Regions from separate parts of the Mus musculus genome. Here region 1 is linked to region 2. A link is a contact called in public promoter capture Hi-C data. All regions are on one chromosome and are shown on one strand. Each heading gives the region's core, a stretch centred on a gene start, on an enhancer-like site or on the middle of the called end of the contact. The rest is flanking DNA. Distances are from core to core; before and after follow the strand shown. Region 1 holds the start of Egln2 (egl-9 family hypoxia-inducible factor 2). Region 2 holds the start of Ube2s (ubiquitin-conjugating enzyme E2S).

Region 1 (6,025 bases), core at 2,015-4,514, about 22 Mb after region 2:
CACCGATCTTGCCTGCACAGAAGCCAAACCCAGGGAGGCTCTTCAGCTATCAAGTAACAGGAGGGAGATGGAAGTAGGGCAGGTTCCAGCTGGGGTGGGGAGGAAACAGACCTGGGCCTGGGGGATGGGAGGCAGGGGCCATGGTGCCCAAGCCAGTTCCAGTCGGAAAAGAAAGCTGTACTGAGGCAGAACCCAAGATAGGGCCGTGGAGATATGGGAGGGCACCATTAGGGCAGAGCGCAGTCCGTAAGACCACCAGCCTGCAGCAGGCACTCTCTCAACGGACTGTATTCAGATCACACCAAGCCTCAGACTCACACACCCTTCCATGAAGAAAACAGGTATGTCAACAGACTAGAAAGGCCGTGGAGGTCACTGTCTGTCCAGTCGGCTCCTGACAACTGCCCACTAAATGTACACCTTTCCCAAGAAGGTCTACGGCTTTCAGCAGATTTATCCGAAAAGCCCTGACTTCAAAAGCATTAAGAACTACTGTTCTGCAACAAGGAGGCATAGAGGAGAAAAATATAAAGGCAGAGGGTCAAGGAAAGAGATCAGAGACATGCAGGTAGGAAGTGACAAACAGTCAGAGAACAGAGAACAGGGACTGGGGCGGGGAAGAGTGGGAAAGAGCCTGACAAGTGCTCTACCTGCGCGAGCACACTGTCACCCAGTGTCACCATTGGGAAGCTGCTCCTGGTGCTCCTGGCTCCAAGAGTAGGCTCACAGGGCAGAATGGAGGCCAGGCTCCGTGCTCAACTAGACAGGCAGCACCCCATCCTCGGCCTAGGCTAACTCGACACTGCCAGCCTTCCCTCCGCCTTCTGGTTCTGCCATCTGCGTGCCAGCTTCACTACCCGTGGTCTAAGGAGAGTCTGGACAGTCAGGGGCTCTGGGTCTCCCAAGGTCGAGGACCACCACCACCCCGGGCTGAACTATTTCTGGTACAAAACTCAAAGTTTGGAGGGAGGTAACTGTAGCCCCTCTGACGGAGGTGCCTACACCCTGCTACATAACCCGCAGAGGATTGTCTCCAGACCCCCATGCCACAGCATCAGGCACGCACCAGAAAAGTGCCTTACCTTGGTGCGCCCATTGATGACGTAGTTGCCCAGCCGCCCTGCACAGTGGCGGATTACTGCGTCCACGTGAGCCATGAGGGCACCAATGCTCCGGCAGCCTGGCTCGTGACCTTCTACCCAGGCAATCTGGTCCCCACGAATGCTGCGCGGTGGGATCGCCCGCTGGCTCACTAGTTGCCCATCACGAAGACGCCCGCCCCACTTCAGGGCTTCCACCTCAGCCAGCACACGGCCACCCAGTACTGCCCCCAAGAAGTTGTCCTTGACACAGATACCATAGTACCGCATGCAAGGCACAATATAGTCCAGGGCCAGGCGCTCAGGTGCAGAGGGCTGGACTTCCTCCCTCAGCCTAGCACTTGCCTCGCCACTGCTACTGGTAGTGTTGCTGCTGCTGCTGCTGCTGTTGCTGGCACCGCTGTCACAGCCCATACCACTTTCCCCCTTGGCCTCCTGGTTCTCTTGCCTGGCCCACGGTCGCTTGCTGGGTGAAGGGGCATCCCCACCATCCTTGGCCCACTTCCGTTTGGGGGCCTCAGGCCGGGCACCCTGGGCCGCCAGTCGCTGGCACTCCTTGGTGACCAACGCAGCAGCACCTTCACTCTGCAGTGGCCAAAGCTCACCACCATCCTGCCCACCAAAGCCCTCCCGCAGGGGACTGGCAGTGGTCGTAGTAGCAGTGGCTGTGGTTCTGGGGGTCCCATTGCCAGCCGAGGCCTCCCCAGATGCTCCTGGACGGTGATAGGCCGGGAGCAGAGGGCAGGGCAGGTAACTCTCCACCCCCATTCTGGCTCGGCTAGACTCCAAGGACTCTGACACAGACCCTGGCAACTGAGGGAGAGCTTGATTCAGGGCCTGCGGCTGGCACGGGCTGTCCATGGCAGCAGTGTCTTCATCCCCCGGGCATGGAGGGCACGGCCCGGGCCCATGGTGCCACCCTCCTCCGCCTCCTCCTCCTCCACTTGATGCAGCCCGGGGCCGCTGGGCCTCGTGTGGGGCAGGGTGAGGCAGGGCAGGCAGCAGGGGCTCCTCTAGTGCTCTGGGGGTGCTCGCTGGTCCCCAAGTCCACAGTTGTCTCTAGGAGCTTGAGAAGGGACTGATGGGGGTGGCTGGAAAAGAGAAAAGGAAGAACTTAAAAGAAGTCAAGAGACGAGCAGGTGGGAAGGGGTGGGGATGGTACCAGCAGGAAGTAGATGACAGACTGGGCCACAACAAACACACACGCACACAGGGAGACAACATGGGGCATATAACTTGGGAATTTGAGAGGGAATGTCTGGCATAAAGAGTAATAGAGAGAAAGTGCAGAGAACGTTGCATGACGGCCCAGAGAGGAAGGTGATAGGGAGACAGATATCTGTGGACGAAAAGCGACGATGCAAGTGGAAAATACAAGGTACCTGCCTGAGGTTTCTATAGAGACTCAGAGAGATGAGGAGGGAGGAGACACAGAAAACGGGAGTGTGGAATCTAGGGTAAAGTCAGGGTTGTGGGGAACCAACGGGCAATGCCACCGCGCAACATTCGCGGGAACCTAATCGCCTGGGTGGAAGATTACGAGCCAGGGCAGGCGGGGAAAACCGGGAGTCCAGGGACAAAGAGAACAGGGAGAAAAACAAGACGGCAGGGGAGCGGGAGGGCCGGTGGGGTCGACCTGTGCCCTACGGGAGGAAGCCTACTGGGGCCCGACACACACCCAGCCGGAAGGGAGGTCCTGCCAGACGGACGGACTGACGGAAGGGAGCCCGAGAGCAGAGTCCGACCCGACTGCCTTCCTCCCAACCCCCTCCGCCAGGACCCAGGGGCCGCGGGACGCCCCGGGTGACTGAGGCGGGGCCGCCTCGGCCCGGCCCCTCCCCTTGGTGGTTATTGCGCGCTCCCGTGGCCCCCAATGGTCCGCCCCACCGCGCCGGGCGCGCGCTTCCTTCCCCACCCCCAACGCCCTAGCGTGGGGTCGCTGCCGCCCGCGCGCGCTCCCGCCTCCAGCCCCGTCGCCCGCGCCCGGCCACCGGGCCTCAGACTCCTTCTCCTCCCCGGGTCTTTCCCTTCGCGCGACCTCCTCACCGAGCTTTTTCCTCCGGCCTCGGCGCCGCCGTTTGTGCCAGCCGCCCTGCGCTTCGCAGCGCGCCATACCCCGCCCCCCACCGCCCGCGACGCCCCGCCCCCGCCTCGCCCGCTGGGCACGTGACAGCGGCCCGGCCGAGGAGACTGCGCGTGCGCGAACCGCACGTTGACAGGAGGCTTAGAACGCACTGCCCAAGAAGTGAGCTGGTCCGGGACGCGAGGCTTATTTGCATTATGTGCTCCTCCCCTTCCACGCGAAAGCAGACACGCAGGTTCAGTAAAAGGCGTTCTGTGAGTTCTCAAGACGGCCCCTTGGAGAGGGGTACAAAAGAGCAGTTTCACACAGAAAGGCCCACCCCTCGGAGCCAAAAGTGTCAGTGAACTTGTCAGCTGGGTTCTTGGCATTTGCTATGCAAATGTCTCATTTACATGGGCCGCTCCTGCACACAGCCCAAGAGTATATTGAGAAATGACTGCGCAGTTAGTTGGAAAGTGTATGTAAATTCCTACGTCAGTAATTTACATAAGCACTTAAAAAAAAATAACGGTGAGTACGGGACGTCCTTAGAGAAGCGAAACCGGGTAGAACAAATGAGCAAATGTGTACTATTTGCATGACCCGCTCCTCGCTGCTCCCTCAGGGCAACTGTGGGAGTCAGATTAAAGCAACCTGGGACAGACTCACAAAGAAGACATTTGCAAAACCCAGCTCCTCTGTAGCCCAAGCGGATTTTTTGTTTCTGTAGTGCTGGAGACTGAATCCAGAGCTTCACATGTGCGATGCAAGCGCTCTACCACTAAGCTACTCTTAATATTTATACCACCATTCCGGGGAGGGCTGTGTGGATAGGGTTATTTGAATGCCCGACCCTTTCCACCAACTCCAGGGCCTAACAAATGGGCAATAAGTGGGCTTGGATACTTGCTGACATTTTGTGAGAGCAGCTGAAGCTGTCCTGAGGGGGGCTGCACCTGTCTCCAGAAGGCTATGGCTATAAAGACATCAGGGTACATTAAGTATGACCAGGAGTCCGGGTTGCACAAGAACCACAGTGGCACATGGCGAAGAATGTTCGTGTTCGCAGGCACACAGACACACACAAAGAAACAAATCTCCATCAGTGCACACACAAACCTCAGGAGCACGTGTTTTTAGGAACACAGTGAGCCACCGTCCTAGTTTGCAGACATGAGGTGGTGTACACTAAGTCAAACCAGGCACAGACTCAAGACCCCCCCTTAGATTCCCAAGTCCTCGGTCTTGATGTTGCACACAACAGCAGCCTCACCAACACAGTCACCAGGCCAGAGACTACTCACATGCCACAGTGTCATACTGCCCCATACATGTCACACACAGGGATGTCATCGCTGCACACACCACCTTTGATGGATCGTGTACTGCCACTACCATGAAGCATGTACACAACCTGGGATGGGTACATTGTAATCCCAGCTCATGGGAGGCTGAGGCAGGGAGACCTCAAATTCCAGGTTAGTCTAGGCTATAACAAGGCCCTGTGTCAAAAAGGGGGGCTGTGTGTAGGAAAAAGCAAGGACATGTATACAATGACGAACTCTGTCCTCAATGAGTACGTGAGCCAGGATGTACCTACCCCAACTTGTCCCACAAACCAAGTCCCACCACCCACAAACAGGGGCTCCTCATGCAGAGGCCTATTCATAGCTTCCATTAGAGACCACTTCGGTTTCCTCATCTCAGAATGACAGAGGCCGAAACACAGGTGTAAACAATGCTTTATGGAGGACCAGGACAGGATGGAACAGGCCTCCAGGTAATAAATAACAGACTTGCAACAGCGGGGCCAGGCAGGAAGTTGGGGCCAAACGGCCCTGGTCTCAAGCTTTGGGAGTTCTTCAGGTAGGGTTTGGGGCTCAGGGGGACTAGAGTTAGCCAAGGCAGAGGAAGCAGCAGCAGGTATGGGGTCCCCTTTCCCCTGTGGCTCAATCTTGCCCCACAGCCAGGCCCCACCAGGCCAGCGAAGGGGGATGGGGGATGGAGTAACTTTTCTGAGACTGGGGCAGATTGGGGCCTGGCCTCTTGGGGCCTGGTTCTGAGCCCCAGCCTTCGGGCAGGGCTGGTCCAGAAGAACAGGTGAGCTGAAAGAGAAGGGCATTGTGACCTGGAGGGTCCGAAGCTGGTCTCTAGACGTCTTCCTGGCCTTTGTCTGCCTGGACTCTTTTATTTTTATTTTTATTTTCCAGACCGTGCACTGTCTGACTCTGTTGTCCCTCTGCAGGTTATGTGGGGGACTCATTCTCCAAACACAGCCCTGTACAGGTTTGCATCTGTACAGGAGCATTTCGGTACCTAACTACCATGGCCCTTGCCAGGCGGTGACTCACACATGATATTCGGGACTGGAGAGGTACAGGCAGTAGGATGGTGAATTTAAGACCAACCTGAGCTACAAAGTGAGATCCTGCCGGGCAGTGGTGGTGCACCCCTTTAATCCCAGCACTCGGGAGGCAGAGGCAGGCGGATTTCTGAGTTCAAGGCCAGCCTGGTCTACAGAGTGAGTTCCAGGACAGCCAGGGCTACACAGAGAAACCCTGTCTCGAACCACCCCCCCAAAAAATGAGATCCTGTCTCGAAAGCACAAAACATGGGGGGCGGGGGGGGGGGAGGTAACTAAATATATGCCTCCACGTTTGTAAATTTCTGTGTCCCTTTTCACCCCTAATGGTCCAGGCTAGGCCTCGTTCCAATGCTTTTCACACAGGAGAGAGAGCAGAAGAGTGGTCACCGCTTTGACTGCTCACAGCATTACCTAGATGTTTCTAGGAATTACCTAAGGTAAATTCTGGGCATCAGTATGTTGTAAAGCTCCCCAACTTATTCTAATGGGCACTATTTC
Region 2 (5,809 bases), core at 1,377-3,876:
CCCCAATTCTCTATCTTCACAACCATCAGCTCTAGAGGCTCATTAGGGGGGAAAAAGTGCAAAGGAGGCACCAGGTGACCTAACTACTTTAAGTGGCCTTTAGAGACCTTGGAGCCTCCTCGATCAGTTACCTCCACCTCAACTGACTAAGGAGAACTGTGGTCCAGTCTTGTACACAGACGATGCTGAATAGTGTCCCCAAAACTGTCTCAGGCAGTGTAATACCCCCCAAGTTAAAAACATTAGTACAGGAAAACAACTTTGAATTAAAATAGTGGTGATGGTTACAGTGCAACAAACAACAAAACAAAAACCACAAGAAAACCACTCAGCTGGGTAGGTGGCACAATCCTAGAAATCCAGCTTCTGATTAATTTGTCTCATTAATCCACTTGCTTGGGTCAAAAAATATAATAGCCATGGCTGGAGGTTAAGTTCATGGCCAGTTTGGGCTTTTAAAAAGTTCACTTTTAAATTGAAACATGTAAAAAAGAGTCTCTAAACCACACACTGCTCTCTACCTTCTATAAAACCACCCTATTAGTTGTCAGGTCTCTACTTTGACACTACAATACAGTACTTAGTGCCATAAGGCAGTCCTTCCATTATTTCCCAGTAAGGCTGGAAACTTCATTTCTATTTGACTTTGTCTCCTACTACTTCAGTTTATTTTTAAACACTAGATGAAGTACCATGGCTGAAACTCACCAGCAGCACATGTCGTATGCCCAATTCAGCCGTCCAGTCCCTCTTGAGCACATTGACACAGATCTCGCCATTGGGGCCCACATTTGGGTGGAAGATTTTAGTCAGGAAGTAGCCCTTGGGTGGGGAGGCAGGGAAGTCCTTCCCCAGTAGGAGCTTCATACGGAACAGACCTCCAGCATAGGGAGTCCCTTCTGAAGAGGAGGAAAAGGGGCTGCTTTATTATATCCTAACATCCTTCAACATTGCCACTCTTCAGGACAAAGGGACCCAACCCACCAACTTTTCCTGTAAACCATTTTCCAAGCCTTTCCCCATCCTCATGAGAGGTGTGTTTTCATTTACCTACTTGCTTGGGTCAAGTGGTAATCATAGATGGTCTACACCTGGCAGTTGCTACACTAGCTAACAGCAGACCAGGCAGACATATTGCACACCCTCAGCATTATAGGCCAGTCACCTGATTTTGAAACTGATTTTAGCTGACTATATAGAAATTCAGTTGACAAATGAGGTCTGAAAAATCTAACTGGTTTGCTTAAAATATGCAAATCAGCTTATTACCACCAGTTTCCCCTCACAATGCTTTTTGTTTAGTCTTGGGACATTCGATTGATTAGTGTTTCAGATCCCCTGGCATACATTTTTTTTTTTTCTCTTCAAGACAGGGTTTCTCTGTGTAGCCCTGACTGTCCTGGAACTCACTCTGTAGACCAGGTTGGCCTCGAACTCAGAAATTCGCCTGTCTCTGCCTCCCGAGTGCTGGGATTAAAGGCGTGCACCACCACGCCCAGCTACACTTTCTATTTCTGCTTCACTTATATGCATCCTCACGTCTCTGGAAAGTAACACTTGACAGCCTTAATGCAAGCCTAAGCAAAAGGCCACATTTTGTCATAAGCACCTGAGAGGCTGAATCCTATTTGTCCCACAGCCACAAGACAGAAGAAATCTGGTCAAGTGGCCCCTCCCTTCCGTGCTCACACTCACCAGGGCCCTCGATGGTAACCTGCAGGTCTGTGAGATCCTCCTCATTGGGGAAGACTTTAATGCCATCAGGTGGGTCTGCCGTCAGTGTTGTCACCTCCTTGTACACTAGGCGGATGATGTGGGGCGGCAGATTCTCCACATTGGAGTTCTAGGCACGGAGGGAAAAGGAGAGTGAGCAGCCTGAAATAGCTAGGATTAAGGTGGGTGGATACCAGAATCCAGACTTTAGAGGTCCGAGGTTGTCAATCACTGCCTGTCAACTGGACCTAAGATGCTTCTGGCTTTTGCCCCATGGCTGACCGGGACGGTGTCTCAGAAAAAGCTTCTACGTGGCTCAGCGTACCCGAACCTACCCAAAGCGCTCGTTAAGACGCGCATGGGTCCACTACTGGTTCCAGGTGGGCCTGAGGCCTAGCCGGAGCCCTTCCCCTACTTAGGCTTGAAACAACCCCATCAACCGCCGCCCCCCCACACACACCAAAAAGAAAAAGGCTGGACGAAATGGCGGCGGGATGTCTTGCTCCTTAAAACACCCATGGGCGGGCCGCAAGGCGCCCAAAGCCCTCCCCAAGGTTCCGAGGGCTGCCTGGGCTCCCGCACCGTTTGTTGAAAGGCCCTGGGGCCGACTCCTGGCTCCGGACGTTCAGCCATGCCACCAAAGCACTCAGAAGCTGGCCAGAAAACACTTGGGACGCCGCAGTCGCCTCCTCTGCCCGAGTCCCCAACGGCCCCTCGGGCCTCCCGCGTCACTCACCATGACTTCAGCCGGCCGGGGGCGGGTCCCCCCGGCCCCCTTCCTGCACTCCTCGGACCGCCGGCCGGGGCGGGGGGCCCAACTGCCGGCCGCTGTGGCCCTAGCGAGGCCCCCGAGGCCCCACTCCGCTCCCACTAATTCCGACGTCCGCTACGAAACGCTCACAACGTTACGTCTGCTCCTCGGTAGAACCGGCCGCGCGCCCAACACCGCACTTTTATAGCTACTCGCAGGCCCCGCCCCCTCACGGCACGTCTCGACCGCGTACGTCAACGCGCACGTTGCTGGGCGGTCAACGCTCTTTTCTCTGTTCTTGTCAGAATAGTAGCAGAAGTTCGAACCCAGTTTGTGAGGAGTGCTATCACAATGAGGGCTCACGCCGGCTGAGGAGTTGACCTGGGAGAACCAAGCGGCTAAAAACCTAGAGCAGAGAGAAAGGGGGCGCCCGCCGAGGCGACGTGGCCGCTGATTGGACCGTTTGAATGAGACGCCGCCACGACTTGGGGTGCGCGCGCGCGCTCCGGCCTGGAGAAAGACGCGCACGCGACTAACGGTTAGGCAGGGGAAGGGGCGGAGCGAGGGAAGACAGGACTGGAGGGGTTAAAGGGATGACGGAAGGGGCCTTGACCAATAAACAGGGGCGGTCGTGATCTGGACTTGTGGGGCAGGTAGGAATTGAAAGCTACTAATGGGAAGCCAGCTCAGTGTGATAGACTCCAACCTCGACCAATGAAATGTCTCAATTTCTTTTGTGTATGCAAATGTTACGCTGGGAGTCTGGCGACCTCACCTGGAAGCCATGGAAGGGCGGAAGTGTGGACATAATTTGTCTATGGGGCTCCATTTTGTTCTGCGCTCCTGTTATGTGTTAGGAAGCCCTCAAAATCAGGTTGGTTGACTCCGAGGGCTTGGACTTCCTGATCCTCTAGAGTATGACTTGTGACTTTTGCCACCATTGTTTCTGTAGGGGTGCCAGAGGAAGAAGTCAGGGAAGTCTCACGTCCTTATTGAGAGCTTTGTGACTGACCTCCAGACCCCATAGACTTCTGTTAACTTTTTGAGAGACAGAATTTCATTACTGGCCTGGAACTCCTTTTTCCCCCGGGGTCGGGGGTTGTTGTTTTGGCTTTTCTTTTTTTAGATTTATTTATTGTTTTATGTAAGTACACTGTAGCTGTTTTCAGATGGTTGTGAACCACCATGTGGTTGCTGGGATTTGAATTCAGGGCCTTCGGAAGAGCAGTCGATGATCTTAACCGCTGAGCCATCTCTTCAGCCCTTGTTTTGGCTTTTCAAGCCAGGGTTTTTCTGTGCAGGCCTGGCTGACCTTCCTGAAACTCGAGCTATAGACCAGGCTGGCCTGAACTCACAGAGATCACCTGCCTCTACTTCCTGAATACTGAGATTAAAAGTGTATGCCACCATACCCTGGCCTCGTTCCTTTTATATCCATCCTCTAGCCTATGGGATAGTGCTGCCCACATTTAGGTCATCTCTTCCCTCACCCATAATTAACCTCCTGGTCCTGTCCTTACATATACTCCCAGAGGCTCTTACTAACCATGAAGTGTTAATCCAGTTATGACAGCATGGCAGAGATCTAGAGAGAATTAAACTATCTGCAGTAATCCCATGCTGGGGAGAGAACAGACTGAAGCTTTGACTGCAGAGGAGTAGGACCTCATCTCCCAGGAAGAGATTTCACAGTTCTGACAACCTGTCTCATAGCTAAATCTGCATAAGCACATTTCTTGAGTCTTGTTTCATGTTTTCTGTAAAATTGTAGCTTTGCTAGAGGGAAAGCAGAAAGAAACAACCCTCTTCCCTGACAAGATCTGGCTATAGTTCTTAGGAAACTCATTTTCTTCACCAATTCTTTTTATTTATTTATTTTTATTTTATTTTATTTTATTTATTTATTTATTTATTTATTTTTTCCGAGACAGGGTTTCTCTGTGTAGCCCTGGCTGTCCTGGAACTCACTTTGTAGACCAGGCTGGCCTCGAACTCAGAAATCTGCCTGCGTCTGCCTCCCAAGTGCTGGGATTAAAGGCGTGCACCACCACGCCCGGCTCACCAATTCTTTTTAATTTATTTATTTTGAACATATAAATGTTTTGCCTGTATATATGTAGGTTCACAGTATGTATACCTGGTGCTCAGGGAGTTTAGAAGGGAGTATCAGATCCTCTGGAACTGGAATAACTGGTGGTTTGAACCACCATGAGGGTACTGGGAACTGAACTCAGGTCCTCTGTAAGAGCAACAAGTGCTCTTAACCACCAAGCTATTTGTTCTATTTGAGAACAGTATCCAAGAATGGAGTCATGTCAGGAGGATTTTGAGTGCTTGTGAGACAAGAGTCTTGTGACCTCTGTTTCGTCGAAACATGGAATTGTTCTTGGACTGTGTTTTGTACTCCTGTGCTCCTCCAAGATGTAGCAGCTAGGAGTGGCTTTGCTTCAGATTACCCCAATTGCTTGCTGATGTTATTCAGCTAAATGTTTAAACTGTACTTTACATACCTCTATGGAAAACAGGTTTTTGTTTCGTGTGGCTTGTTCTTGTGATTGTAGACAGTCTGAATTCATGAATCCTGTGGCCTTTCTTAACCCTCAGGGTATTACAGATCTCCATTTCTCAACATGTGGGCCTTGACCCCTTTGAGTCGGCGGTTGAAGAACCATTTTACAGGGGTTGCCTAAGACCATTGGAAACACATATACTTACATTATGATTCATAACAGTAACAAAACTACAGTTGTGAAGTAGCAATGAAAATAACTGTGGTTGGGGGTCATCACAACCTGAGGATCTGTGTTAAAGGGTTGCAGCATTAGGAAGGTTGAGAACCACTGGTATAAATTTTCTGAGGCTATGAATAAAGTAGGCTATTGCATGAAACTTTAGTCTGCCTGATTTATTGGTTCCATTCTCCCAGGTCCCACTGCCTTTAGAGTAGTTACAGTCCAGCCCCCTTATTTTACAAATTTTTGTCTTAAGGTTTTCTCCTATGGAGATGAGCTACAGGCTTCAAGATGACAGAACCAGTCAATCCTGTTTGACTCCAGCATGACTAGTAAGCAAAAGAAACAAACTTACATAGGGGTAACTATTCATGACTTTGGATTAGGCAATGGTTTCCTACACCTAATGCCAACAACAGCCACAAAACAAAACAAAACAAAACAAACAAACAAAAAAAAACCAAATAAATCCGACTTCATCAAAACTAAAAAAGTTCACGTTCAGAGGACCAAAGTGAAAAGATACGGGTTGGGGTATGGCTCAGTGGTAGAGCACCTGCCTAGACTCTGCCAGTGAAGGATTAGAAGTATGGCTCAGTGGTAGATGGTCTGC

What was found. Promoter capture Hi-C pulls out the DNA fragments that hold promoters and counts their contacts.
Region 1: a contact with region 2 is called in a promoter capture Hi-C map of cranial neural crest. The contact joins the promoter of Egln2 here to the promoter of Ube2s in region 2. A contact is called at or near these places in 3 of 39 promoter capture datasets (cranial neural crest, maxillary cranial neural crest and pre-B cells).

The regions. Positions count from the first base shown.
Region 1 is chr7:27,163,538-27,169,562 of GRCm38.p6, forward strand. Egln2 (egl-9 family hypoxia-inducible factor 2) reads right to left here and starts at 3,265. Exons shown (of 6, transcript NM_053208.4): 1 at 3,147-3,265; 2 at 1,083-2,191. The coding sequence starts at 1,961. It overlaps Rab4b (RAB4B, member RAS oncogene family), which reads right to left. Exons shown (of 8, transcript NM_029391.2): 8 at 4,896-5,267.
Region 2 is chr7:4,809,714-4,815,522 of GRCm38.p6, forward strand. It overlaps Ube2s (ubiquitin-conjugating enzyme E2S), which reads right to left and starts at 2,627. Exons shown (of 4, transcript NM_133777.2): 1 at 2,450-2,627; 2 at 1,696-1,843; 3 at 709-899. The coding sequence starts at 2,452.